2 separate regions of the Rattus norvegicus genome follow, and region 2 is linked to region 1. A link is a contact called in public Hi-C data. All regions are on one chromosome and are shown on one strand. Each heading gives the region's core, a stretch centred on a gene start, on an enhancer-like site or on the middle of the called end of the contact. The rest is flanking DNA. Distances are from core to core; before and after follow the strand shown.

Region 1 (7,868 bases), core at 2,020-4,519:
AGTGAATTTCAGGACAGCCTGAGTTACCTCCCCCATGAGACCCTAGACCTTGGAAAAGATTAATAAATTCTCACTTTATCCTTAAACTTAAAACCTCCTGATTTGAGTATCGTAAAATGTTTTATTTTTATCATTTTTATTACTGGTTCTATTACGGTACTGGTAAACTCGTGAAAAGTCCCTAGACGCGCCTTACTCAAAGGTAATCACACGCATACACGTATCTTAGCCACTTCACTCTCGTGTAAACAGCAGGCTTTGCTGTGTTCCGTTTGCAGGCGTGGGGTTGGGATTTGGTGACAGGGCCTTGCTTTTTAGGGTAGAGGGCCTCTGTTAATACCTCCATGTGTCCTCACAATTCACCCTGTCTGCAAGTGGCACGGTCACTAAAGCTAGCAACCATGGATACTTGAAAAGTACATTTGTCTAATTGTCTAAAGAGGGATACCCTCTTCCTCACCTTCCTTATAATGGCCATAAGCATGACTTTCTGACAGAGAATGGTTTCCATGTCCTGACCCCATTCGTTCTTCGAAGCACTTAGTTCAGTTTTCGTTGGAACAATTTCCAATTTTCACTCATACTCACATTGTATTGATCTAATAACCAATTGAATGACGTCTTATTAAATTTCACAAGAGTGGTTGGGCTTGACAACGTCACTGGGTTCTCGAGGGCCCTGTGACTCCCCCAGGGTGAACAGTATACAAGGACACGCTAGCACGGGCTGTGAGTGTCTGCTGTGCTGTGGGTTTCCTTAGCAGGTTGCATGGTACACCGGCACACCAGTATCAGCTAGTATGTGCAACTGGATGAGCTGGCCATGTGACACTACATAGGAAATTTGCTACTTTAATGTCACCTACAGTGCCCATAGATGACTTAAAACATCTGGAATCACCTGGTGATACCGGGGGGGGGGGGGGGGCATGAAGAAAGCAAGACCTAGCTTCACTTCTCTAGCAAGTGTCCAAAATAAGTATTTATAAGCATGCCAAAAATTCCAGCTTTTGTTTTACCCTCAAGGTTATATTCTTTTTTAAGTCTTATCTTTACTTATGTGTGTGCACATGTAACGGCTGTGTGCGCAGGTGCCCAAGAGAGCCAGAGAGGGTGTCAGCTTTCCTGGAGCTGGAGTCTGAAGTGATTGTGAGCTGGGTGCTAGAAACCCATGCTCAGATGTTCTGGAAAAGCAGCAAAGGCTCTTACTTGAGTCACCTCTCTAGCCACTCATTCCTACTTGTAACTATCTTCCTCAGACATAGATCTCGCATGAGCACCTTCACACAACCATGGTCTGAAAATCTGTCAACCAGCCTGACAAATACCCACTGATAAAAATATGTGTAGGGTGAAAACGCTCTATTCCGTTAAAACAGTCGATGAGATTAGGACGACTGTTAAGGACATTGGTTATATATTCATATCAATAATTAATAACAATTATTAAAACAACAATCTGAGGGGAATAGAATACCTGGTGTGTGCAAAGGAGGCGCTCAGTAAATACGAGCGGAACGACATGCGAGCGGGAATACCCTGCCAGTACATACGCCTTTTCATCTTAACATCGTGATATTCATGCTCGATGAGGAAATGCCCTGTGTTTAGCCTCCAAATGAACTTGGTGGAGCAGCTCAAGTGTGACCCAGGCCGTTCCTGGCAGCACTCTGTGGGAGCGGTGACCTGGAAAGCTCTGGTAAAAGTTACTGAAACTGCTACAGTGTACGGGAAATCACTGCTAAGTTTAAGTCCAAGCAGGAATGAGAACCATACCTGCGGAGAAAAGAGGGGAAATGGAATCACTTTAAGGCAGGCGGAGCCTACAGCAGCCTGCCATTTGGCATGTGCTTCTGCAGAAATACAACAGAGGACCCAAAGAGCTCCAGGATCCAGGTGGAGGTGGGGTGGGGTGGGGTGGGTGTGTGTCGATGGGGAGGGGCCCACTTAACCATACCTACGACTCACAAAGTTGGGTAGGACCTATCCAGTTAACTGCTTTCAAAGGAGACTTTATATGGATGTATATAGCAGGGAGCTGACTTCCTTAGTCGATTGGGCCCTTTGATTATTTATCTCTGAAAGAAAACTGTGTGTCTGTGTATAGGAGCATAATGACAGCAGAATTATGTCCATAAAAGACAAAAGGAAATGCGATTCAAAAGGTCTTAATAGTCTTCATAGACTGATGCGGTATGTGGAGGCCAGAGCACGGCAGTTAGTCAGCTGTGCTTCATTTGATGCCCACCCTCATTTTCAAACAAACACCATACAAATAAAGAGGCAAAAGTCACTTTTTGCTGGAATTTCCTTTAAAAAAAAAAAAACTTTATTATTCAGGCCAAACTTCCAAAGCTGGTCCAAAGATAGAGACAAAGGCTAAGAAGGGTCTGCAGTGGCTTTTCTCACTTACAGGTACCTAACTATGAGTGTGCCAATTTAAAGTTTATTTTAGATCTCAGTAGAAACCAGAAAAGCTAATCCTTTTCGATTTAGAATTTGGTGGGTGTGGCAATCTAGGAAGACCTAGGAAATAACTACTGTTTGGTTTGGATGTTACGCTTGTCTACTATTAAAAGAGCATATAATTATAGCCTAAATGGAGACCCAAATCTTGAACAGACTAATCTAAACTTTCAAAATGTGTACCTTTTAATGTAACCATCAAAAACTATAGCCTGCCAGATGTTGTAGCACTCAGCATAACACGGAGCTTACATTGAAGTCAGGATCCTTTAAAAAAAAATAAAAACCCCTTTCTTGCTCTCCAGCTGACATTACACACCTAAGGAGGGCTTCATTAGATCTACTTTGGAGACGTTAAATGAATTATTTTGAGATAGTTCAGGCTTTTGTTTAAATGCAGGCGAGATCTCTCCTTTTACTGTAAGACGAAAACCCTTCTTACCCCTCCCCCACGCCTCATGTCTTAATGTTTCAAAAATTAAATCTAGAGGTCCGGGGTTCTGAAAGATTGCCTAGTCTAGACAAATAGGCGGAGGAAAAGAAGTAGCAGAGGAGGGGGAGATACGGGCGACATGGCAGCTCCATCCCGTTGAAAAGGGGTGGGGTGGGAATTCCCATATATTTACAGCTTCTCTATCCCCAGCACCTTTTCTAAAAAGACTCCCAGGCAGGAGAGAGGCGAGGGACGCTACATAGGACAACCTGGGAGCGGCGGCGGTGGGGGAAGGGGGGACCCAGGAACCCGGCCTGTCACCTGACTGCCAGGAAGAGGGACGTGCAGCTGGGAGCATCTGAGGGGGGTGGGGAGACCTGGTAGAAGATGGCAAGATCCAGCGCTTCCTGGCAGAGCGCTGGCTCTTTCCCTAGACGTGCTCTCCCGCTTTCGGTCGGAGGCTGCCTTTCCAAGACGGGGGAGTAACCTCTGGCAGAGCACCCGGGTTGGTCCTTTTGCATAGCCGGTGGGAGGAGGGAGGGTGTCCCAAACCAGCGGCCTCAGATGTGCACAAGGTAGCACAGGAAATCTTAAGTAGTGTTATTTGTGACACCAGGGCGGGACAAGAGGTCTGCTTTCCAAAGAGAAGGCTTCGCGTCTGTCTGCAGCAGGCGACAGTCCCGGGCGCCACCTGCGCTTCGGGCGCGGGCCAGGCTGGTGCGCGCCGGGCCCCCAGCGCCCGCTACTGAGAGCGTGAAGTGACCGACCGTGAGTCCTCCGGCTTGCGTCCCCTTCCAGCACCAGGGACTCACGCCCCAATTACTGCTTGCTCAAGGGTGGACGAGCTCCGGCCGAGCCGCTGCCCCGCCCCGTACTACCTGGCAGCTGCCCGGGTGCAGCGCACAGCGCCCCGCGCGGCCCCAGCAGAGCCCCTGCCCTCCCACCTGCGCCGCGCGCCCGCCGCTCCGTGCTCCCGAGACAGGAGACGCGGCCCCGCTCCCGCTCGCGCCCGCGCACTCGGCGCAGCGCGCGCGCCCGCCGCTCCGCCCGCCCCCCGCGCTCTCCCCGCCCCCTCCCTCCCCCGCAGGCACGAGCGAATGTAGCCCGCGAGAGAAAATGGCGGCGGCGGCGGGCGATCGCGCCTCGTCGTCGGGATTCCCGGGCGCCGCGGCGGCGAGCCCCGAGGCGGGCGGCGGCGGCGGAGCTCTCCAGGGAAGCGGCGCGCCCGCAGCGGGCGCGGGGCTGCTGCGGGAGACTGGCAGCGCGGGCCGCGAGCGCGCGGACTGGCGGCGGCAGCAGCTGCGCAAAGTGAGGAGTGTGGAGCTGGACCAGCTGCCGGAGCAGCCGCTCTTCCTCACCGCCTCGCCGCCCTGCCCATCTACTTCCCCGTCGCCGGAGCCCGCGGACGCGGCTGCAGGAGCGAGTGGCTTCCAGCCTGCGGCGGGACCGCCACCCCCGGGAGCAGCGAGTCGCTGCGGCTCCCACTCTGCCGAGCTGGCGGCCGCGCGGGACAGCGGCGCCCGGAGCCCCGCGGGGGCCGAGCCGCCCTCTGCAGCGGCCCCCTCCGGGTGAGCGGCGGGCCGGGCCGGGCGGGCAATGAATGAAGCGAGGACGGAGCGCGGCTCCCGGGGCTCCGCTCGTGGGGCCCCGCGCCCCCGAGCCCTGAAGGTCGGGCGGCGCCCGGGACGGCGTGGGGACAGGACGGGAGCGTGCGGGAGAGTTTGTTATTGTTTGCGGACATGTGACAGGCGTGCAAACCGCGGACGTGCGGGGCTCCCGGGGCCGGGTCCTGAGAGCCCCCACGGCGCGCTGTGAGTGGGGAGCCCGGAGGGCGGAGGTGACGGCGGTGGGTCTGCGCCCTGTGACAGGATAGAGCCCCTGGGCCCCACGGGGACGCGTGCCCGCCCGCAGGTACCGGGCCGGGCTTATGCGACGCTCCCCAGGCGGCCGGGGGATTCCGGGGACTGCGGGGAACGCCTGTCAAAGCGACGCGGGCAGACGCTGCGGGCTCGCTGGACCGCCGGGTCTGCGGGGACTCCGTGGCTTCCCTCACTGCGTGTCCCTGGGAATTCCTACCGCACCTCGGAGGCTAGAGCGCTGGGAGTTTGAATCCGCCTTTGAAGTTAGCGTTTGGCGGAATGCTGTAGGATCCAGGACCGGATGTGTCAGCCATTCAGCTTCAAAGCTGTGGGGACTGCGCCCCGCAGCCCCGCTGCGTGGCGGGGACAGGGACGGTGCGGGGCTGCGGCTTCGCTCGCAGGGGTCTTCCGGTGCACCAGAAGTAGGATGTGCGTAAGATAGTTTACACCAACGGCTCTTTGGCCTCGCCCTTTTTTGGCTACTGGAAAATTTTCTGTTAGAGGAAATTCTTTTTAAGTATATGATACTTTTAAAAATTCTGATGAAAATACACAAAAGCATAAAATCTTGTTGGGTGTGTGAAGTTGCTGGATATGTTTTCGTGATAGTCACCCGGTGGCCCCGTAGAATTTCTTGACGTTTACTATGGGTGGAGAGTGTTTTATTGTGTGTCGAATCTGACAGTAGGAATCCTTGGTTTCGGTTAGTTATCTAAAGTAATTTGACCCCCTTTGGTGCTCTGGCTTGTTTAAAATCACGGTCCGTTTATTACTTGGAGGTCGTTTTTCCTCCCCCCACCCCCCCGTAGTAAAAAGTGTGCTGACTCCTGGGCTCTGGCAGAATGGGGAGGAAGGTAGGCAGCAGCCAGCCCTACTGCAGCTTTCTGTGTGCACTTGTACACGTATCTTCCTCTAGGGTTTCCTGTTTTTGTGCAGATTAGATTAAAACATTACCAGAATAATTCCTAGGTGGCAACTCTTACTACAGATCAACTGCAGACGGAAGCAAAAAACACTAACTTAAACTTGGAGGAATTAATTTTCTCTAGTTTTGTGAGACCTGATTTTTTTTTCCTATATGGTAATACAGCTGGCCGCACTTCAGCATTTACAAAGTCAATGTTATGGCCTATGAATATAGCATGAGAGCAACAACTGCAAAAGTGATATATAGAACTTTAGTGTTCCCTGTAGACTCGAAATTGGAGGATGAAGGTGAGGGCAGGAGGGATTGAATACCTGAGTAATCTGTGCTTAATTTTCGCATTCTCTTTCCTCTCCTTAAGGAGGGTTTATAATTGTAAAGGTTGTTATTAAAATAAATACTGTTAGCTGGAATTCTGTTGGTGCATCTCAAATGTTACATGTGATAATTTCATTTGCGGTAAAATATAGGGTATCTATCTTTTTGAAATAATACCAACAGCCCCTCCAGTTTTTGTAGCACTGGTTTGAAATTCATTTCAAATCTGCTGGTATAGAACTTACAACATGAAGAAGAGGTTATACAAAGATATTGTCATGTGTTTTGGGTTGCCTGTTACGATGCCTTATTATTTTATCATTTAAGATCTTGGGGAAATGATTATAAGGCAATCATATAAAATCTCAATTGAATGTTATGTTCCCCTCTTTCAAGGAGTTCACACGCATACTTTGATGAGGACGATTTAATACTGATATTTTGTGTTTGTTTTCTGTAGTAGTAGAGAGCCAAAGACCCCCTCTGTGTGTCTGAAGACCTATTGTAGTTTTGGGGTTTTTGTTTGTTTGTTTGTTTTTTTTTGTTTTTAATCCAGTTTCTAAACTTTGAATGTAGAAACTGAAAGTTTAGAAAATACACATTCGTGAAAGATAAATTATGGGAAATTCATTAAAGTCAAAGATTGTATGTCTGCCCCCTCTCCTTCAGTGAAATAAGTCAGTGAAAGTCTGTGCCTGTAAGTGGCGCCCAAGGGTTTGGAATTTTCCCTTGTACTAGGGAATAAGGGGCTTTTCCTTCCTATTTACCGTCTTTGAAGAAAAATTACAGTGTTGCTCTTCATTGAACAGGCTATTGTGAGTTTGGCAGATATAATTACTCTATCCTATTTTTGTAGGTTCAACCAAACTATCAATTTGCTGCCCCATGAAAGAGCAAGATATGCTGTGCTAGTTAATGTTAGCTTTGTTTAGAAGTAGCGATATTTCATAAGTCGCCCTTGCTTCCTCATAGGCCTCAGTTTCACTTCCTTTTAGAAGCTGTTAGGCTAAAAATACAAATCACTGATCCTTTGCAGGAGGGGAGGTATAAAAACATTAATAATGAACCTAAATAAGGTATCTGCTCTGAGCAGGTGATCCCCTAAAATCATAGCTGTAGACCCAGAAGTTAGCCCTGAGTGAGTTCCCATGCTCTGGTACTTAGGCTTTCTCTCCAGGTTTTGTTTTAAACTAGGTGAGGGAAATTACTGTATTTTTAAAAGATTAACCTTATTAAATAGGATTCTGGAAAAGAAATATCAGAGCTAGAGTGGTTGCCAGCTTTTGTTTTCTCTTCATATCTGATCTTGGCAAGAGTGACTGGTTAACCAACATTCCTTAATATATAATTTCCAATACACTATAATGACTCCATTTTGTTAGATAGGCAAACAGGAAGGAGACAGGTTGATTGATACTTCTGTAGCACTTTAAGTGTGATGTGTTGCACTTTGTAGAAATGGTCACTGACATGTGGGCCTGACGATTTCAAGATGCTCAGAGAAAGGGATATTCTGTAGCTTTCAACAAGAGCAGAAAACAAACAAAAAACCAGCCAGTTTGCCTAGGACGCCACCCTGTCCTTGACCCTGTTGGCCAATCCCAAAGGAAGAAGTGCTGTGTGCAGTAGTCGGGGAGAATGGGTTATTCTGAGGAAACATGAGGGGCTGGTCAAGACGCTGTTTGTATTGCCTTTGCATTCTGCACTCCACGTGCATCCCTGAGCCGAGGGGAAATCTGTATTACAGGAAAGAGTGGCATGGGAAGGAAGGTCTTAGTCCATGGCGGACACTGCTGACCCCATGTCTGCGTTTTTCAACATAAGATGATTTGTCTGCATCACATGTGCCATGTACATCCTGTCGACT
Region 2 (7,868 bases), core at 3,358-5,857, 150 kb before region 1:
TCTACCACAGAAGGCCTGTTTCTTTGTCCATTTTAGATATTGGAGGACAGCTCAGTAATTAAAGGCAGTTGCTGATGTTCTGGAATTCAATTCCCAGCACCCGTTAATTGCCTGTAAGTTCAGTTCCAGAAGATCCACAAACGTGCACACTAAATATATACATCAAAACACACACACACACATACACACACACACACACACACACACACACACAAATAAAAGTAATAAAAATAGATCTTTCTTTTAAAAAGTTGAAGAAATTCTCAAACTCTTACATAGAATCATTTCACCACTAAATATTAATATTTATTAATGAAGAAAAAGTAACCATCAACTTCCTAACTAGAAATTACAGGAATGTTTAAGCATGGAGTAATGCCACTTCATGTTGGTATTAAAAGCACCCATGATGGGCTGATGAGATGGCCCACTGGGGACAAGTAATTGCTACTAAGCCTAATGCCATATTTGATTCCTGGGACCCACATGATAGGAGAAAACAGACCCCCCTCTGGTTATCTCCAACCTGCACACATGCACTTTGGCACTCATGTGTTCTACACACAATATATAAATAAATGTAACAAGATGTTTAAATGGCCAAGGTAATCAATGTATAAAGTCCCTGTCCAGTTGGCACCATCATTGGGGGTCTGTGATGAAATGGCCCATGGACAAGAATACATGGCAGGGTAAAAATCACCAACTTCATACCCAGGAAGAAAAAGGGAATAAAAAAAAATCAGCGGAGGTCTCATCATTGTCTTCAAGGAAGCACTCCAAAGACTTCCCACCCAACTTCAGCTCTTAAAGTTCCTACTAATCCCAGCAATGCCAACCTGGAAACCATGCCTTTAACATGGGATCTTTGGAGGACATTTAAGACCCAAACTATAGCAGTTATCAAGGAGCCCAAAGACACAAACACTTGGAGTCATTGTGGTCCAACTGATCCACTCAGTCTCTAGTGACTCGAATTCCTGAAATGACTGGTGGTCCAAGCTTTAGCTACAAGGTTAAAAGATTTCCACATGTGCTACCTACTGCAAATGCCTTAGTGTGCTTCCCGCTAAGCTCCAAATTCTTTTAAGATTGTGAGTGTCTCTTGTCTTCCTTCTGTCTCTATCTCCTGGCAAAGTATTAAGGATGCAAGAGATTTTTGTCAATTATCAATGAATTATAGATAACTAGCCTATTAGGATGAAGGCTACTCCTCTACCAAATGGGATTCTTTAGGAAGTATCTACGATGTTATTGAAGATAGAAATGCTCTGCCTGAAAGAAACCCCAGTGAACTCTAGAATCATCCTTTCTAAATTTCCCTATTGTCCTTCATTGATTTATGAGACCTGGTGCTTATGGAACAGCTTCTCCCTGAGGTTCTGAAACCAGCTGCCTGCGAAATAAATACTCTGATCACCCCAGAGCTGCTGAGTTGCAGTTTCATTTTTTGAGTAACTCTCCCGTGGCTTAAATGTTTAATCATCTAATCAAAGGACAACCCACGTCTTCTCAGATCAACTCACCACCATTAGAAGACACTGACACTCCTGCAGTATTCCCAGAATCTCTCTGTCCTCCCCCACCCTTCTAACCACGTATTCCTGATCTGTGTGCTGACAATACTGTTGGTATCGATTTGCCACCGGCAGTTTCTACGTCTTCCTCTGACTCTGTAGTTGCTCCAGTTTAAGAGGAAGCAAGCCATGAGAAATGACTGCTATCCCTTGCGCTCTGGCCTCTTACTTTTTGACAGTGTCCTAAGCTAAGCATTTCAGTTCGAATAACACTATATCAAATTTCACCACTTAATCTAGTTTCATAGATTTCAAAAAGCACTGGAATTTAGAGCTTCAGGGGACCTCAGTGATGAGTCAGCCCTCTCATGCTACCAAACCCAAGATCCAGAATAAATGTCGTTAACATTTATTAGATCTAGAGATTGGATCAAGGTGAGTCTAATGAACACCTTGTACATCTCTACGTTGGTGAACCAAATCTGACAGTTAGTCAAGCAGGACTTCATTCTAAGATGCCCCCATGCCCTAGAAAATGGGGGACTCTCCTCAGGTGCTCTCTTGGCATCTCAAGGAAGAAATGATGTTCGCTGTGAACAGATACTTCTGTCCTTCCACATCCCTGGGTCTTCTGACCTGCCAGGCATTAGGGCTCTACTTAAATAGGTCTCAAATGTCTTGGTAATGTTTTAGGCATTCTCTTCTACTCACCCTGTCATCCCGCCCTCATTCCCTGCCCTCTGCCGTTGCTTCCACAAAGAGGAGAGAGAGCTGAAAGCAGCCACTCAAATCGTGACTCGTGCCCACTGAAAATTGCCCTTCCTGCCAATAGAAAGTCATTTGTCTGAGCACCGTGTGAACAGAACTTAAAAACTTCAACTTTGGTTTATTATCCAATACCTGAAATTCCTCTCATTCCATCATTAAAGATAAGGTTGGCAACAGAAACGGGGTCAGAACAGGTTTTCTTTAGGCTCATTACTGTCCTTGAAGAAATAAATGGCTTGATGTGGGTCATTTCTTAGAGCTGCTTTTGAGAAGGAGGATGAGAGGGTCAAGAGTACTGAAGGGGTGTGAGTGTTTAGAGAAAGAGTCTGAAGAGAAACTGCCTCCTCACCACCACCCCCAATAAGGACGCATGTAGCTGTTTCTAGACTGTGCACCCTATTGTTAATATTTTCATTTCCTTAGACTACAAAGCCAAGTGCCGTAGGTTTTCAAATGGGCGAGGATGTCTTTTGGTAACACCTGCTCAAAGATGAACAGAAAGAAGGTCCTTTATAAACAGACTCGGGAGAAAAGAATTCCAAGCCCTGCTTCGAGCTACGAATCATTGTATCATCCAGTCAGGCTAGTATTTATATTAATATAGACCACGTGGCCGAAGCATTCAAAGTGAAAGAGGAACTGTAGTGGATTTACAGAAAGCAACACAATCAGTTTCCTGAATGCTCAGCAGGATTGCGTTATCAGCCATCAGGAAGAAAACATTGAAAGATACAATCAACCTACTTGCTAGAGGAATTTTCAGAGTGGTACGATTGTCTCCACAAATGGAGAAGCTGGGGAGAGTAGAGAAATACAGTCCTTTTTAAATTTTTCTCTTTCATGATGAATAAAAGTAAATACACACACGCACACACACATACACACACACACACACTCACACACACACACACACACACACACACACACACATATGAAGATTGTACTCCCCTTTACACCCACCGCCTGGGTTAATGTGTAATTGACAAGATTAATGGCTGTGTAATAATTGCCTCTATTGTTTACTGTCTGGATGGCAGCCAGACATCTTCCTGCTCTGCCCACCAGTGGGTTTGATTTGTAAGAAATGTGCTAAGAGGCTAACAGGGTCTGTGTGCCACGTGGAAGCTTACTAAAGACGTTCAAAAAGAACCTCCAGGGAGGCCTGGAGACTGGCTCTGGTGAGGCAAGCCTCCTTCATGCTGTAGGGAGCCTCACTTCTAAACTTCTGGGTGAGCTGTGCCAAAACCCAACCAAGTTCACCCTGGCTGAACCAATGCCGGTGAGGGCGATGAGGAAAGAGACAACCCTAGGACCTATGGGATGGCCAGTCGGCTGCCCTGTCCACGCTGAGTACCTTATTCCTTTACTCTTCGCACTGACTGGACCTTGCTGGAGAGCACCCAGCTTTAACCTACAGGCTCTATAGGATGTGAAAGCCCCGCCCCCTGTGTTGCCTGCCCCGTTACCTCTTGCCTTGTGAGATATGAGACAAGCAAACAGAGCGAGACATTGAGTCATACAGCACATGGACAGCTTACATGGCTGGGTACCATGAGCCCAGCCGCTCCCTGGCTCACCATATCGCATCCGGCCGTCCACAGTGGTTGACATGGTTTTCTGTACAAAAACAAAAGCCCTGTAATTCTTTCTCATGTGGTTTTGCTTTGGCCTTTGTCACCAGGGTCCCTTGGGACAACCTTGACCTTTGTCTTTCCTTATGGCCTAACAAGTCAAGTTCAGACCTCTGACATCCAAAGAGACGCTCCCAGCACACAACTGGTCCATCTCTGCTGTCTTCTCTTCTTCCTGCACTGCGTTCTGTATGCCTCCATGTTTTCTTCTTTCTTCACATCATCTCCCAGCAGAGGTGAGCATCCCCAATTAGAAACCTGAAACCCAAAATGCTTCACATCGGAAGTCTTTAGAGTGCTAACAATGAGCTGCAAGCGGGTAATTCCACATTTGACTTCCATTGACTGGTTGCAGTCAAAAGTCAGACACACTGAAACTATTATGTAAAATTACCTTCTACTTCTCCATACACACACACACACACACACACACACACACACACACACACACACACTTTTTGCTTAGGTTTAGGCCCCTTTGACCGAGGTCTCATTATGCATATGTAAACACTCTAGAATCTGCTGGGGGCATATCCTTTTGGTTCCGGGGCCTCCAGATGAGGGATGTGGCATTTGTCCCACATCCTGCCCCTCGGCCGCAGACCCTTTCGCCATCTCCCCGTTACACAATCTCACACACTTCATACTTTTCCTTCCCAGTATTCATTGTTCCTGTCAAAGAGCTATTTGTATAGCCATGAGCCTGGCGGCTTTCTCTCTCTCTGCTGGGCAGTAAACTCTCCAGAGGCAGGGACCACGTCACAGCTTATATTAATTGTCAATTAGTCATGATAATCAAACTCCACCTTCAGCCTCTCCAACTTGGTTTGTTCTTACTAGCAGTCATCGGAAGTGACAGGTAGCCTTTGTGCTACCTGTCCCCCACACCCCCACTTCATCATCACTGGTTGAATCCTGATCTCATCTCTCCTGCTACATCAAGACTTCTTTTTTTTTTTCTTAAGATTTATTTTATGTATCTGAGTACACTGTCGCTGTCTTCAGACACACCAGAAGAGGGCATCAGATCCCATTACAGATGGCTGTGAGCCACTGTGTAGTTGCTGGGAACTGAACTCAGGACCTCTGGAAGAGCGGTCAGTGCTCTTAACCACTGAGCCATCTCTCCAGCCCCATACATCACGTCAAGTCTTCTTATCAGACGTTCCCTTTGTTGATCCTTCATTTGGTTCACAAGTCCAAGCACAATTTTTTAACCGACTGGGTCTAAAAGTACTGCTGGCTTCACTGGTGATTATTACCTGATTTATTTGATATCTCTACTTCCATATCATAAAAAATTAATTACTTTTTTAAAGCAGTCCACAAATCTACGGGTGAATGGCCATATGTTACAGTGGTAGAGCCCTTGCCTAGCACTGGCCCTGGGTTGGATTCCCAAGTACTACCTCCCCCTCCCCCTACCCAAACGGAGGATAATTAAAAAAAAAAAATAAAATAAAATAAAATAAACCCTGTTCATTATTTCAACGTTTCAGCCATTCTGCATCTTCTTACTTCTTCAAGGGGTGTTCCACTCAAGGTGGCATCAAGCTTAGCAGGTAGAGACTCAATGATTCTGAGCAGACAGAGCATCAGAGATGAGAGACTGAAGTAGTGTGGGAACAGACTCGGTAGGACAAGCAATACAGAGTGGGGGAGAAATGGAGCGCTAGAAGAACCTTGAAAGCTTGTGGGCTTCGGTTTATCTTACAGTGAGTCTGTCCTGTGTATATTCTGTGGCCTGAAAGTCCCTGCAGATGTTTTTCTTTATAGGTGAAATGGCACCGCCGACAACGCCTGTCTTTCGTACTAAGTGTAGGAAAGGGCCCTGAATGAGGAGTCATCTAGAGAGTGGCTAAGAGTAAAGAAATGGAGAAGTTCCGAGACCATGAGCAGAAGCTTGGGGCCATCTTTAGAGAAAAGGGAAACCTAAGCCCAAAGCCTGTTTGGAATCATTGGGGATTGAAAAGTTAGAGGTGTTGATGATCAGGGCTTGGGCAAGGGTTTCAGTGGGGCAGAAAGGACAGCAAAACTGAGGGTGAATTAAGTACACAGAGTGCTGAGGTCAGGTCCAGAGCTGCTGCTTCAGGTGCTGCTGAAAGGGAGAAGCAAGCAGAGAGCAGGACACTGGGGATGTGATGGAGCACACAGAGGGCTGAGTTCTTCTGTCTAGTGCAGTGTAGTGACAGCCGTCAGGAGACGGGGAAGCAAGGTGCCAGAGAAGCGATACTCAACAGACAGGAAAAGGCTCAGGGTTCCGGGGCTCCCACAGAACATGTGCCCGGAACAGGAGCCTCAAAGAAGCAGGGGCTGGACAAGGAATCCCTGAACAACCATCTAAAGGCAAACGAGTGGCAGAAACCAAAGCCGGAGAGAGGAACAAGTCAGGGAGTCTGGGCAGACAACAAGCCCATTTCTTTTTCCTGGAGATGCAGCCAGCCACTGTGTAGTGAGGCGTGGCCACGGGACTGAGTTCCAGGCAAGGTAACTCGAACAGAAGGACAGAGGTCACCTCCAGAGTAGGCGCTCAATGGTCCACCTGAACTCAGCCGTCTTCTTCCATATTGTTTCCTTATGACAAGGTGCTCTGACGCCCTGGGGTAACATGGGAAGCCAGAAATTGAAGACACAGGAGCGGCAGAACAAATGAAGCCTTGTCCCTCCAGATATCCGCTATAGACTTTATACCAGCCACAAACAAATAGCACAAAACAAACTCTCACAACTGGAGAGTGGCCAAGCCATGTCCAGTCAGGGTATTTATTACAGCAGCCGTTATTATTTTAATTAGCACAGTACAGATGAGCTGGGTTAGGTAAGAGCCCGGGGAGATTTGGTGGGGAGGGGGAGAGCAGGTAGAAGAAAGCCAAGCGTCGCAAATGGGATGGATTTTCAAGGCTGTCCCAAGAATAAAATAACAGACCTCAGGACATGGACAGTCCGTCAGCACTCCTGTTTAGCGGCTGCCATCTACTCTGTGACCTGGACCACGACATTTAATCTCGCCCCGTGGTATCTATTTATAGCCACAAAGGAAAAGCAAGGATCAAAAATTCTCAGTCTTTCTTCGTTGTTGAAAAAGAATTTTTATGTAATATATTCTGACCACACTCTCCTCGCCTCCTCCCCACCTGTCTATAAAGCAAAACATTAAAACGAAGATTAAAAGCACAAGAAACACACACCAACATCACTGCATCAGAAAGCATTATGTACAAGCAAAAGGCTGACAGGGAAAAAAAAAACCAAAAAACATAAAAGCGACATGACACAGAGAGTCTACAAAAAAGTACACTGCATTTGGCCATCTATTGCTGGGCCCTGGGCTACTCTAATGTGTGGTTAATATACCCAGTAAGACTCAACTGAAGACAGCTAACATTTTCTGGTTAGGAGTGGGGCCTTATGTCCACGTCCCCTCTCACTGCTGGGACCCTGACTAACTCAAACATGTTCAGGCCTGGGCATGCTGCCACAGACTCTGTGAATTCATATGTGCAGCTATCCTGGTGTGTCTGGGGGACCTGTGTCCTGGTGTCTCCAACACCTCTGGCTCCTCCAAGCTTTCTGCCTCCTCTTCTGCACAGCTCCCTGAGCCCTGAAGGGAGAAGTTTAATAAAGTTTAGGAACGACTGCACCAGAATCTCTAAGTCTGTGCACACCGTCCCGTTGTGGATCTCTGTGTGGCTTCCCACTACTGCAGACAGAAGTGTCCCTGATGGCGGCTGAGCAAGGCACTGACCTAAACAATCACATCTTTACACAAGGGTTTCGACTCCTCCAATCTCATCATACCCATGTGCTCACTCGTCTTCCCCCCCTTTCTCTCCCTCCCTCCCTTCCCCCCCAACCCCCTCCACCCCACCCCACCCCCCACCATATGGGAACTGCATTCCTTTCGAAGCCACTGCCTGGGTCCTTGAAAAGGCAACAATTGACAAAGAGAACA

The links. A called contact is a pair of places that touch in the nucleus more often than the background predicts.
Region 2: a Hi-C map of Schwann cells shows a contact between it and region 1, with 4 times the contacts expected there. The contact joins the enhancer-like site here to the promoter of Map3k1 in region 1. A contact is called at or near these places in 5 of 12 Hi-C or Micro-C datasets (Schwann cells, kidney, liver and 2 more).

Annotation. Positions count from the first base shown.
Region 1 is chr2:45,143,419-45,151,286 of GRCr8, reverse strand. It overlaps Map3k1 (mitogen-activated protein kinase kinase kinase 1), which reads left to right and starts at 3,269. Exons shown (of 21, transcript NM_053887.2): 1 at 3,269-3,404; 2 at 3,516-4,467. The coding sequence starts at 4,016.
Region 2 is chr2:45,291,485-45,299,352 of GRCr8, reverse strand. No RefSeq gene overlaps it. Among named protein-coding and RNA genes, the nearest start is that of Map3k1, 150 kb to the right of the region's middle. Within about 2 kb of position 4,607, at least 5 of the 93 cell types and tissues checked have an H3K27ac peak or open chromatin away from gene starts, as enhancers often do. A contact at or near this core is called in Schwann cells and liver, where this site is marked.